Linked DNA regions of Zea mays: region 1 is linked to region 2. Evidence: chromatin contacts called from public Hi-C data. All regions are on one chromosome and are shown on one strand. Each heading gives the region's core, a stretch centred on a gene start, on an enhancer-like site or on the middle of the called end of the contact. The rest is flanking DNA. Distances are from core to core; before and after follow the strand shown. Region 1 has its middle 16 kb from the start of LOC103638202. Region 2 holds the start of LOC103638205 (Helicase protein MOM1).

Region 1 (5,892 bases), core at 619-3,118, 190 kb after region 2:
TGTGTTAATGGCAGTTCAACAAGTTGGTTTTACTAACTTGTAACTGCCCAATGAACGAAGGTTGAGTCTAGAGATCGTTTTATCGAGTTATCTAAACTCACTTTGGTTCAACCCATCCTAAGAAAGTTCTTACAAAGATCAAGTTAAAATCGACTGATAACCACCTAATCATCGCCCTAGTCATGCCTCGATCGCCTCACGTGTGCTTTTCCAACATGAATGATCAGGTTAAGTCATGCTTAGTGCTCGATAAAGCGGATTGATTGTGAAGTCAACATTTGTTGATCATCTTCACTAATGCGTTCCTTGAATTTTTATTATCTTCCTGGAAGTTGAATTCCTCAAATGACCACTTGTTGGTAAAACATCCTTTTGTGTGTTTTACCCAAGAGGTTGCATCTGATTCTGTTTGGGTAAAATCGCGTAATTGCCACTCGCTCAACAGACTCAGATAGTACAGTGTCATCAGAAAAAGCAAACTGCACACATGGAACCTTATGTGTTCCTCTGGCAGACATCGTCTCTATTGATGGACATCTCTAAATTAGCCTAAGGCAATACATGTTATGTCCACTAGAGAAATCACCTCCTGAGACATTTGCCTTTGCTTGGAAATGTCTCATGATTATCACTGATATGGACATGTGTTACATGCTTATCTACTCTTAAAGGTCTTTCGCTCCGAATCTCAGGACGGGATTCTTTTAATGGGGGGAGGGCTGTAACACCCCTGGTGTTTATATTCTGCTCGACAACGAGTATGGATTTAAGCACGTAATATCAGTGGATAAAACAGATGCTAACTTTTAATCATCTTCGCCTATCGCGATTTTAATATCGCATCTGTTTCTGTCTATTTAGACTCTTCCTAAGTCTTCGTGAAATTCGGAACGTAATTGTTCCAAAAATTTGCGAGTCCTGTGCCTAATTAAAATCTAACGAGTTTGGTGCCGTTTTCATTTCGGTGATCTAAACAGCTAAAAAGGGTTCATGAAGCTTTTGGATTATTGAATCTTCGTCGCTGGCGAATTTTGAACTGCTCGAATCACGTGCGTAAGTGAATACGAAAATCGGAAGACTTCTGATTTTATGAACAATTTGGAGCCCACGCTGTCTGAACAGAATGATGCGCCAGCTGATTAAGTGAATCGTTCCTCTCAGCATGTGATCGTTGGCGTCAGATCAAATGATCGATCACTGGTGAGGATCGTAAAAATTAGACGGAGCTAAATAACAGTCTCTCCGTCTTAATCTATTTTGTCTGTCGCGAGTTTGACATCGTTTTTTATTTATCCGGGCTCTTCCTAAATTTTCATGTTATTCGGAACATAGTCGTTCCGAAAATCGGTACACCCGGTGATTATTTAACATACATCGCTCGCGTGAATACGAATTCGGAAGCTTTACCTACTCCTACGATTTTATCCCAGGTAAATTAGTTTGAACTCGACGACTAAAATGTTCAGGGTAAAATAATTTGAATCGCGCAGTGTCTGAAAGAAATCGTGCGCGAGGTCGATAATCAAGGAATTATAATTAAGATCCGATTATCACACAAATTGCCCGTAACCATGGAATCAGATGTTCAGACCACAGGTAAATTTATCAGATTTCGAATCGAATCAAACTGTTTCGCAAGTACCGTCGACCCTTTTGTTATCGCTAAAAACCTCGATCCAAAAATATCTGTGATTTTCTATTATAAAAAGAGAGAAAGAAATAAAAAAGAGAGAAAAATATCATCGCTCTTTCCTATCCTCTGCAGCCATTCTCCCTGATTTTTTTCCACCGCCCATGGGCCTAGATATCTTTTTTCTCAGCTCTATCCTCTGCCGTGCGTGCCTGGCCTGCTCGTGTAAAAATCTCGCCGCCGCCTCCAGTCTCCTTTTTCTCTGCAGCGCCGCGGCTTCCCTCCCCCTGAGCTCCCTCAGCCATGACGCGTCTTCCTCCCTGCGCATGTCCTTCTGCTCGGTCCCAAGCTCCTTGTGCGCGCGCTACTCTTCCTTCCCATGTTACTGCACGCTCTACCTTCCCTCCCATGGCGTCCATCTCCCTATGCTCGCCCCTTCCCCTGCTTCTCCTCCATGGAGCACCCGCCCATGGCAGCCGCGTCCTCGAGCTCGGCTTCGAGCTCCATCTCCCTACGCGGCACTCCCTCCAGCTCCTTCCTCTCCCTCTCGGTTCTCTGTTGGCCGGTGCTCTGCTCTTCCCATCCACGGTGTCGCTGCTACCTCTGCTCGGAGTCTCCTGCGCGCAGCTCGCCAGGCTCTCCCTCTCCCATGCGAGCGCCTCTGCTCCCTCCACCCTGCTCGCATGGCCGCGCCGGCTCCCTCTAGTCGGCCGCGCGCCCAGCCGATGTCCCCTGCGCGCGTGCCTGCGCGTAGCTCGCGTCCTGCTCGCCCCTCTGCTCGCCGAGTCCTTCTCTAGTCCGCGCCATAAAATTCGCTCGGCCACGGTCTCGTCAAATTGTGAAGCTTCCTTGCCGTGCGCTCTGGCATCGGCTACCGCCGATTCCACCATAAAGTTCACGAGCGCTCCTTGCTCAGTTTGTTTCGTAGTGGGCAATTTCTCCACGTTTCAATTCGTGCTGCTTGCCCTTGTGCGCTCGCTCCTCATGCATCGGGTTTCGGCATGTTCGCGTTTACCGTCGAGTCATCGAACCTGTCATCCCCTGCTCGACCCACACCTCGCCAGCTCGCTCCAGACTCGATCTTATCGTCGTTCCGTGTGTCATCAAGAAATCACAAGAATCGGGCGAAGACGAAGTTAGCCGCGTGAAGTTCGTGTGGCACCTGCCAAGCGCTCGACAAATTGTTTGAATCAGAAAATCATTACCGATCTCGCGGATTCGTGTCAGCTGTTGGAACAGCTGTTGGAACGGTAAGCTGATTTGCTATTTTTATTAACTGATCTGATGAATGGATTGATTGAATTAGTTGTCCGTAAAGAGTGTTTTATTCTTAGCATGGGTGCGTTGTCGAGGTATTAGATGTATGTCGTGATGCCTCGCTTCATGCATCAATTGAGTCTGCACATACGTATGAAGTGGTCGTGTCACGCGAAACTCAAAGTTTAAAATGATTATTGTGTGAGGAGTGGTTAATTGAATAATTAGTCTAGTGTCTCGCTCATATAGCTGATAAATACGGTCGTGGTTATATTAAATGATTATTAAAATGCATCGCAGGTAGTATGTAGTGGGTGCATATGTCGAATAGGTTTAAATTGGCTCTTTGATGAGAAGTGAGGAGAATTAATAGCATGAAGAATTGATTTAGTAATCCAAACGATTATCCGATAAGGCTGTCATTGTTGATTTGGTAGGATATTTTGGTAATCAAACCTGAAATGTTTGATTAATTGTTAACATGTAAAATATATGAGGTGTGAAATAAAATTAAATATTTCTTTGTGAGCGATGGGGTATAATTTATAAAGCGAGTGATAAGTTTAGAATTCAATTAATTAGCTGATAAGTTGTGTTTAGGCTAAGTATATTAAAGGTGTATAGTTTGTTGCTCGTAATGTTTGTGTTAGGTTCGTTTAGTCTAGAGAAGCGTAATTATTGCGCTTAGTCGTACGTCGATAACTAGTGTTTTCGTATGAAAATAGTACGACGCTTTATCACTAAGTGTTTAATTCTTGTCGGTGTAGCACTATTTAGATCTGTGCTATTCCTGTCTATATGCATTTATGTGCATAATGCATTTCATTCAGGTACGTGAATTAACCACGTAATGCGGAGAACCAGAACTGAGTCGACCACAAGATGGTGCTGATGAACGAAACTGAAGATGGACAGACAAAACAAGTATCAGAACAAAGGATGGTCGTCAAGTGATCGACGTCTAACAAACACTAACGTAGTGTTTATCCCAGGCAAGCCCCCGTGCTTGCAACCCATTCCTTGTGTTTTTAAATAATTTTTACACACTTTAAGTCTAGCGAAATGTGCATTAGGTTTCTAGGCGTTGCTTGGAAACCCTTTGATGCATTGCCTACCTTGATATCCATACCTTTATAGATACTTCTAATGAAGTATCAAAATATGATTTACAAAAATGCTTATCCCTGCTTAGACCTTGTGGATAGACGTTGTCTTTTGCATTAAGGCCTAGCTCTGGGGTTATCGTGAGGAAGGATGACTTCTACCTGCAAGAATATTTTCATTGGGAGCGTGGTGGGATCTTACTGCAAAGTTCCATATAATGCTCTTTTCATCCTAAGAAACACAAACAATCCTAAGGATGGAAGTACTTAAATCGGGACTTGGGCTAGGAACAGGTGATGTTCTATCGAGGACCTTTTAACCGGTTACATGCCTCGTCATGGGTAAGCTTTGCCTCAGGCAGACTAATACCAGAATAAGATAACATGCAATGGGAGTGGAGAGATGACGAGAGTAGCGTGTACCCTCCGTGGCAAGAGGCTGGACGGTGGTGTATCTGTGCTCTCGGTTGGCGTGAACCTGATCTGGTCTTAAGAACCCCGGTGGCGAGTTGACATATGCAAGGGTTAAGTGCTGCATATGTCGTGTGATTGGAGATCCCTAGTTGGGTATTAATCGATTTGGATCGTCGTTACTTCTCGGACATGAAGACTTGGTCACTGCCCTGCAATCTAAGTCATGGATGGAATCTTAATGAGCAAAAATCATGTTGGATTGATTAATGTGATGGTGAAATTAGGCTAGATGCAAACAATGTCTATTAATACTTAATCTAGCATTAAAATGTTGAAAGTAAGGACTCACGTTAGTAAGCTATTTCTGTAAAAGTATCTAAGTTGATTCTTGCTAAAGCCTTTTCCTTGATTCCTATTTAACCAACATATCCTTGAGAGTCTTTTCTTTAGTCGGGTAAGTCTTGATGAGTACTTATGTACTTAGGGTTTTACCCATTGTTGCTGCAGGTTACGAGTCACTTGATTGTGATTGGTGTTAAGCGCCGGTGGGCGCGACCTTCTTATAAGTCTAAGTAACCCTTATATACTTCTTATTGAGGATGGTCACTTAAGCTAGCATATATTTCAAAACTACAAATAATTTATAACAGTTCAAAGTTATTTCTTTGAATCACTTTTGTAATCACTCCGATCATGTACATTGTAAAACTTGATGTAACTTATAAAATTTGGTAATAAGATTTCCGCTACAAATTGCTGGTGTGTGATTTGTGTTTACTTAATCTTGCGATCTTGGTTGTAAGTGGTTTTTTCCGGGGTCCTTGGGACACACGGACGGATCCTGTTAAGTTATCCGGTGCACATGCATAGCCGTCTGAGGTCTTGGAGGCAAGGACAGGTGCATGTGGGCCCAATAACTTGGGAGGTTCTGCCACAATCCGCGAGCTCCGGTCAACCATGGCCATGGCGCCGAGCAGCAGCCTCCCCGTGCTTCTCCCGAAATCTTCCACTCAAGATAGATGTGCCGTGGTATGAGGGTCATTTTCCCCCACTCCCTGCCCTCTCCATCGCCCTCCCGAGAAGCTGATTTGAGCCTTGAGCTCAGCCATGGCAGCTGCCAGGGGAAAGTCGTGAGCTCTTTGTGCCTTGTGTTCCTAATAGAGACCACCTCCGGTGATTAAAGAAATAAAGCCATGTTTCCTCGCTTCAAGACCTAAACCATGCCAAAACGTCAGCAACCCATGTGACCCAATATGATATCGGTTACTGATTATTTTCGTAATTAATTTATTCACTGAACTTGTAAAATCAATAACTTACACATAGTAACTCCGCCTAACCCAATTCTTTTTCCTAAATTCATCTAAAATCAAACTCTATTTAATACAACTATATTTGTGTAATGTATTGATATGTGTTTGCTCGCTTGTATGATTATTTGTGTACGATAAAATAGAACCGATTCCAGAGGAGAACCTGGAGGAGCCG
Region 2 (5,752 bases), core at 2,434-4,933:
TCTAACACTCCCCCTCACATCAAGCCTCTCATACCTCAAATGTGGAATATGAACTAATAACGATTATTTTTATTTAATTGCGCTAATCAGGATATAAATTTGAGACCTCTGGCTTTGATACCACATTGAGTTGCATACACCAACCATTTCAACTCAAAAGCTTTAGCTGATAGAGAGAGGTGGGCAACTCACTTGTATTCTAACACGAACTTTTAACACTTCTGATTTTATATGCACAGTATTTTCAACAGTATATTATGAAAGGCATGACATCTGGAATGAACAGATAAATATGATGGACGGGCATAGTGACTAGAGCATGTTTTATCGCTTATAATGTCAGCCAATGATGGGAGTAAAATAACCAGATAGTGCTAGTGAAACACAGATAACTGAAACAATGCGGAGTACCATTTGCCTGCGTAAAGAATAAACAAGATTGCAACTGTGATCAAGTCAACTGGTAGAAGGGGGGTCTATCACAGAAGCTGCTTAGTTTTAGCATGATCATGTTCCATCTTTCGATTCTATAGGTTCATATTTGTGTGATTTCGGTATTAAGAAAATAACATGGATCAAAAAGGGCGACGTATCCGGTGCTCAAAGAGTTGCTGTGCTCACATGCACATTTTAAATCTAGGACATTCATCTTGCATCTCACAGCAGCAGCAATTTTATAAAGAAACCCTTTCACCTCGCTCCCATGGTGGGAGGGGATTTTCATAAAAGTGGTGCTGCTGTTAGATTCAAGATGAAAGTCCCAAATTTAAAATGTGCACATGAGCACAGTACCCCTTTGAGCACAAGATATGTTCCCATCAAAAAGAGATAACTTAATTAGACTGCAGAGTAACTTACTTCAGGATATCTGAGATTTCCCTACTTCTGCAAACAACACAAATGTTGTCATCATACCATGTTTCATCACATTGGATAGCTTCAGTATTCCTTGAAGTGCATGCACCTTGAATCCCAATAGAATTACCATCTTCCACCGACTTGCTGGCCTGGAGGAGGATAAAAGAAACATTAACTGCAAGCACATGGTTACTTATATCACACTAAATAAAACATGAAAAACGCATATGCTGCATGAAAATCATGGAAGCCTCATTTGATTATTACCTCTTCATGATGAGCAGTAGAGCAAGCGCTATTTGGCAATTCTAGTAGAGGTTTCTGGCTGCAATACAGAAGTGACTACAGAATCAGCTGACATACCAAATCCATGCTTAGCAACATCAAACAGAATCTATATAGCTAATGGCATAAATAATATGCAACGGATAGTGAAATACTTTGAACCACCAGTAGCTTGCTCTCCAGTTTCCAACATGGGGATGCTTTCCACTGCCTTATTTAGTGAGCGCGTCTCAGTAAGAATGCAACGCTGTACAAAAAATTGCAACATCGCTTCAAGTCTCCAATACGCATTAACAGATAATAACAGAAAAGAACCAAGACTTCTATAAATATATCAGACATAACATTCCGAGGTGTTACCCTACTAGGATGTCATAAAAAGCTAGCGGACATAAGAAGCAACTGATAAACAAGTGCATGACGGATACTTCGTCCATTAAGGTACGTAGCACCAGAAGCAGTATAACATTTGCAGGTTTGAACAAAGAGCGTATTCCTTAGAGATGTATGTAATTCTTTCACGCTACTTAAGAGTTAATACCAATAACGGATAAAAGAAGGCAACATCACTACTTTCCAAAATGCTTAGCGCGTTGATTTTGTCGGTAGTATATACCCAACTGCTGCTTACTGCACTGATTCCATCAGCAGCATAAATACAGAGCTGACTTGTTTGAATCTCAGATTTTAGAAAAGGGGTGGCAGCTCCAACCTCTAAAACAACATCAGACTGATGGGATCCAATCTTCAATCCATCTCCCTCCAATATCACCTCAATTTCATGCAAGTCAGAAGAGTGACCTCCCAAGACCTCACTAGCAACAACATTTGAAGCTTCCTGGTTGGGTTGTTCCGGTGCATTACTTTCTTCATGCACCAAAACAGCACCATCTCCTTCCGGTTGCACCTCAGAAGCTTTTTCCTCATCCTCCCTGAGGGTAGCAAGCACTGCATTACAAAATTTACAGATAGCAGTCTTTAGTATTTGGATGAAAACTAAGCATCAGCATCCAGGGGAACAGAGGTGGTAGAAATCATCATCCTGAAATTGCTATGCCAAAATCTGATCGCTAAGAAGCTATAAGCCCTCTTGGAATGACATTATGACAATGGAAGGATGATTAAGCAAGAGTGATATGCATGGAGTACTATGATATCGGTTGGGTTTTAGAAGGCTCAGCGCACTAAGGATGCTTCAAGACATTGCGCTCAACAATAAAGAAGACTAAAAGGGTGCAGTTCTTTTTAAGTAATAATATTGAGCATTTTAAAGCAATCTGACAAGTGGAATGTTTGCAACAGAGAAAGTAAGTAATGAGCTGGATTAGCGAGACTTCAAAAAAATACCCATCGTGCAAAAAAACCATTAATTCAATGAAATGGCATGGCATCATGTACCAGATTCTTCTCCTATATTGAAGAGTGCAATGTAGCTCTTCGCATGCAGGAGCCTTTTCTGCTTCTTGGACGGTGTAGAGGCAGTCAGAGCATCATCTTGGGTTTTTCTTTTGGTGGAGGCGGGCGTTGAGGTTTCATTAGGTTCTTGTTTTGAAGGAGAAGGTGAAACACTTGTGTTCCTAACTCTGGAGGGCTTTTTTGTTGAGTCTTTGGGGTTGTTTGGCAAGGGTGTGGATTTGGGGGTAGCAATTGCAGTGGCATCCTTGGTGGGCGTTTTAGCAGATCTGTGAAGGGGTGGTGTGTCAGCAAGTCTAGATTTGTGCTTTCCTTTGTTTTCTCGAGTGGACCTCCTGAGGTTTGGTGTGTGAGCACTGGCAGCTGCGGTGTTCCTGGTCTCCCTTCCATCGGCAAGCTTCCTTGTGGCAGTTGCAGAAGCAGCAGCTGGAGGAGAAGAAGGGGGGGGAGGGGCATCTCCTCCTCCTCCTGACCGGGTATTAGCCATGGATCAGTAGTAGCAGCAGCAGATCAACACCTGGGTCAGTTCAACCGTTTGTTCCTCCGAGGTGCGAATCACGCCCCCGCCCGCGGCACCGGCAGCGAACTCGTCCCCCAAAATCGCCGGCGAGCCCGAACCCCAACAACCCGAGGCCACTACCTCTGCGAGCGCGCGATCAGTCGTCAGAAAGAAATCTGTGTAAGTAGCAGGGTAGTCTGAGGAAGAGCAGGGGAGCGGAAGGAAAACGAAAGAGAAGCATGGATTACTTACCAGCCACGCTCCACCGGCAATGGGTTGAGAAGAAGAGATTTGTGGGTCCTGGAATCCGCTGCACCAGCTACCCTAGCTAGGGCTTGGCAGGGACGGGAGTGCTTGCACGGCGCTGGAGGAGGAAGGTCAGCAGGAGGCGGCCCGGCACGGCCCTGCCGAAACCCTATTCTACCTCCCCCTCCCTGACCGCCTCGTCTGATCGTCTCGCGAACACGAGGGGTTTTGCGGGTGAGGAGGCGGAGTCGACCCCACCGACCAAAGGAAGACGGAGAAAGGCGTGATCGGATGGTGTGCTCTCTCCTCTCTGTGGCTCTTCGCTCACTCAGACTGGAGTCAGTCTAAAAATAACTTTTAGTACCTAATCTTTAGTCCCCTCAATGGGTGTTGGTTAGAGGGATTAAAGATTAGTCTGTAGTTTTTAGTCCTATTTAGTCTTTTTTAGTTAAACACTAGGACTAAAATATAGACTAAAATGATTTAGTCTTTAGGGGGTGTTTGGTTAGAGGGACTAAAGATTAGTCTCTAGTTTTTAGTCTCATTTAGTCCCTTTTTAGTCAAACACTAGGATTAAAATATGAACTAAAATGATTTAGTCTTTAGTCCTTCACATATGTGCTAAAAGGGACTAAACCATATTAATTCCACATTTACCCTTTGTTTAGTTCAATTGTACTAATAGCAGGAGAATGTTAAAGGTCATTTTAGTCTTCTTATGAGTCATTTAGTATATTTTTACTATTTTTAGCCCCTAGAACCAAACATGTTAGAGACTAAACTTTAGTCCCTAGACTAAAGAAACCAAACATGGCCTTAGTCCTTCACATATGTGCTAAAAAGGACTAAACCATATTAATTCCACATTTACCCCTCATTTAGTTCAATTGTACTAATAGCAGGAGAATGTTAAAGGTCATTTTAGTCTTCTTATGAGTCATTTAGTATATTCTTACTATTTTTAGCCTCTAAAACCAAACATGTTAGGGACTAAACTTTAGTCCTCTAACTAAACTTTAGTCCCTAGACTAAAGAAACCAAATATGGCCTGACTCCAACACGAAGTCATTTTAGCCATTCATGTATTTTGCTTGTTATAGTCATGTTTGAAAATTAAACCAGTTTTTATTTTTTATCTAGAATAGGCTAACTTCTTAGTTTTTAAGAAACGGGGAATCCAGTTTCTATAAACTAAGATATAAACTAGTTTATTTAGAACCAGTTCAATTTTTATAAACTAGTTTCTTAAAAACTGAGTGCATACATTAAATTGTTATGGTTGTTACAGGTAGTTTAGCTAGTCATATAAATTTAGTGTATTCAACAAAAAATCATTTTACCATCTAGTATCGGGTCGGTGGTGAATGGTGGAGTTACTCTGTCATTGAGACACATATTAAAATGGTTGCCCCCTTTCTATACCATTCATTTTAGCTTTCCTTTCTCACCTCATCCAAAATGATTGTTCTTTTTACCTGTCCTGTTGGATAAACACTACCGTACCTATATAACATCTAGTTTAGCTTTGGATGTCCTTTAGTTGTCCTGTTGGAGCCAGGGCTCAGAGGCTAACCAACCTATGTTATGCTAATTACTAGCTATTATAGCGCCACGTAGCCCTTGAATTCGTAGTCGTCCGATAGATTACCAACGAACACGCGACCGTTTCCGTACACCCTTCCAACAGGCCGGTGTATCCATTTAGAGCAAGTTTAATAATTGCCAATGAACATGCGACTGTTTCCGTACACCCTTCCAGTGGCACTGTGTATCCATTTAGAGCAAGTTTAATAGTATAGCCAACTATTGGCTATAGGACCTTTGCAATCTACCTTATAGTTGTAATGTACAATTGTTACCCATTTGCAATCAATATATGGTTCACTTTGTAGGATCTAGGACACTGGCTAGATGGGGTGAATAGACGGTTGACTAAAATCAAAGACACTAGAGAAATTTAATCAATACGACAAAAGATATAAATTCTCTAGCTAGTAGAAGGATGCAACTAATGGGAAACTAACGATATCAAAGTTAAAAATGAATGATAATCACTAGGTCCTTGCAATTTAAACAAATAAGAAGAAGAAAGAGACATCGAAAATTTTCTCGTGGTATCAGTGATTTGTCAATCACCCCTAATCCACGTTGAGGTGGACTCCAAGTTCTCACTTACTCCTCTATCAAGACATGGCTTGATCTTTGAGCCAAGGAAATAAGGAATCACTCAATACCTCGGTTCACTAGTGTCGCCTTTGCCGCTCCGGCGAGATAGGCGTGGAGCCCTCACAATCACCACCGCGACTCATGTACAATCTTCACGGAGAGCTCGACGGAGACACTACCAAGTTGTCTAGGAGGCGGTAATCTCCAAGAGTAACAAGTCGATGATGCTTGTTCGGTGTACCACATAGTGCCTCAAGGATCACCAATTGATGCAAATGCACTAGA

Evidence for each region. Hi-C and Micro-C count contacts between places; a contact is called where the count stands out from the background.
Region 1: a Hi-C map of leaf shows a contact between it and region 2, with 4 times the contacts expected there. The contact joins the enhancer-like site here to the promoter of LOC103638205 in region 2. A contact is called at or near these places in 2 of 25 Hi-C or Micro-C datasets (ear and leaf).

The regions. Positions count from the first base shown.
Region 1 is chr9:31,933,452-31,939,343 of Zm-B73-REFERENCE-NAM-5.0, reverse strand. No RefSeq gene overlaps it. Among protein-coding and RNA genes, the nearest start is that of LOC103638202, 16 kb to the left of the region's middle. Within about 2 kb of position 1,868, at least 11 of the 20 cell types and tissues checked have an H3K27ac peak or open chromatin away from gene starts, as enhancers often do. A contact at or near this core is called in ear and leaf, where this site is marked.
Region 2 is chr9:32,128,776-32,134,527 of Zm-B73-REFERENCE-NAM-5.0, reverse strand. LOC103638205 (Helicase protein MOM1) reads right to left here and starts at 3,683. Exons shown (of 21, transcript XM_008661197.4): 1 at 3,308-3,683; 2 at 2,542-3,198; 3 at 1,856-2,091; 4 at 1,299-1,390; 5 at 1,126-1,183; 6 at 859-1,007. The coding sequence starts at 3,043.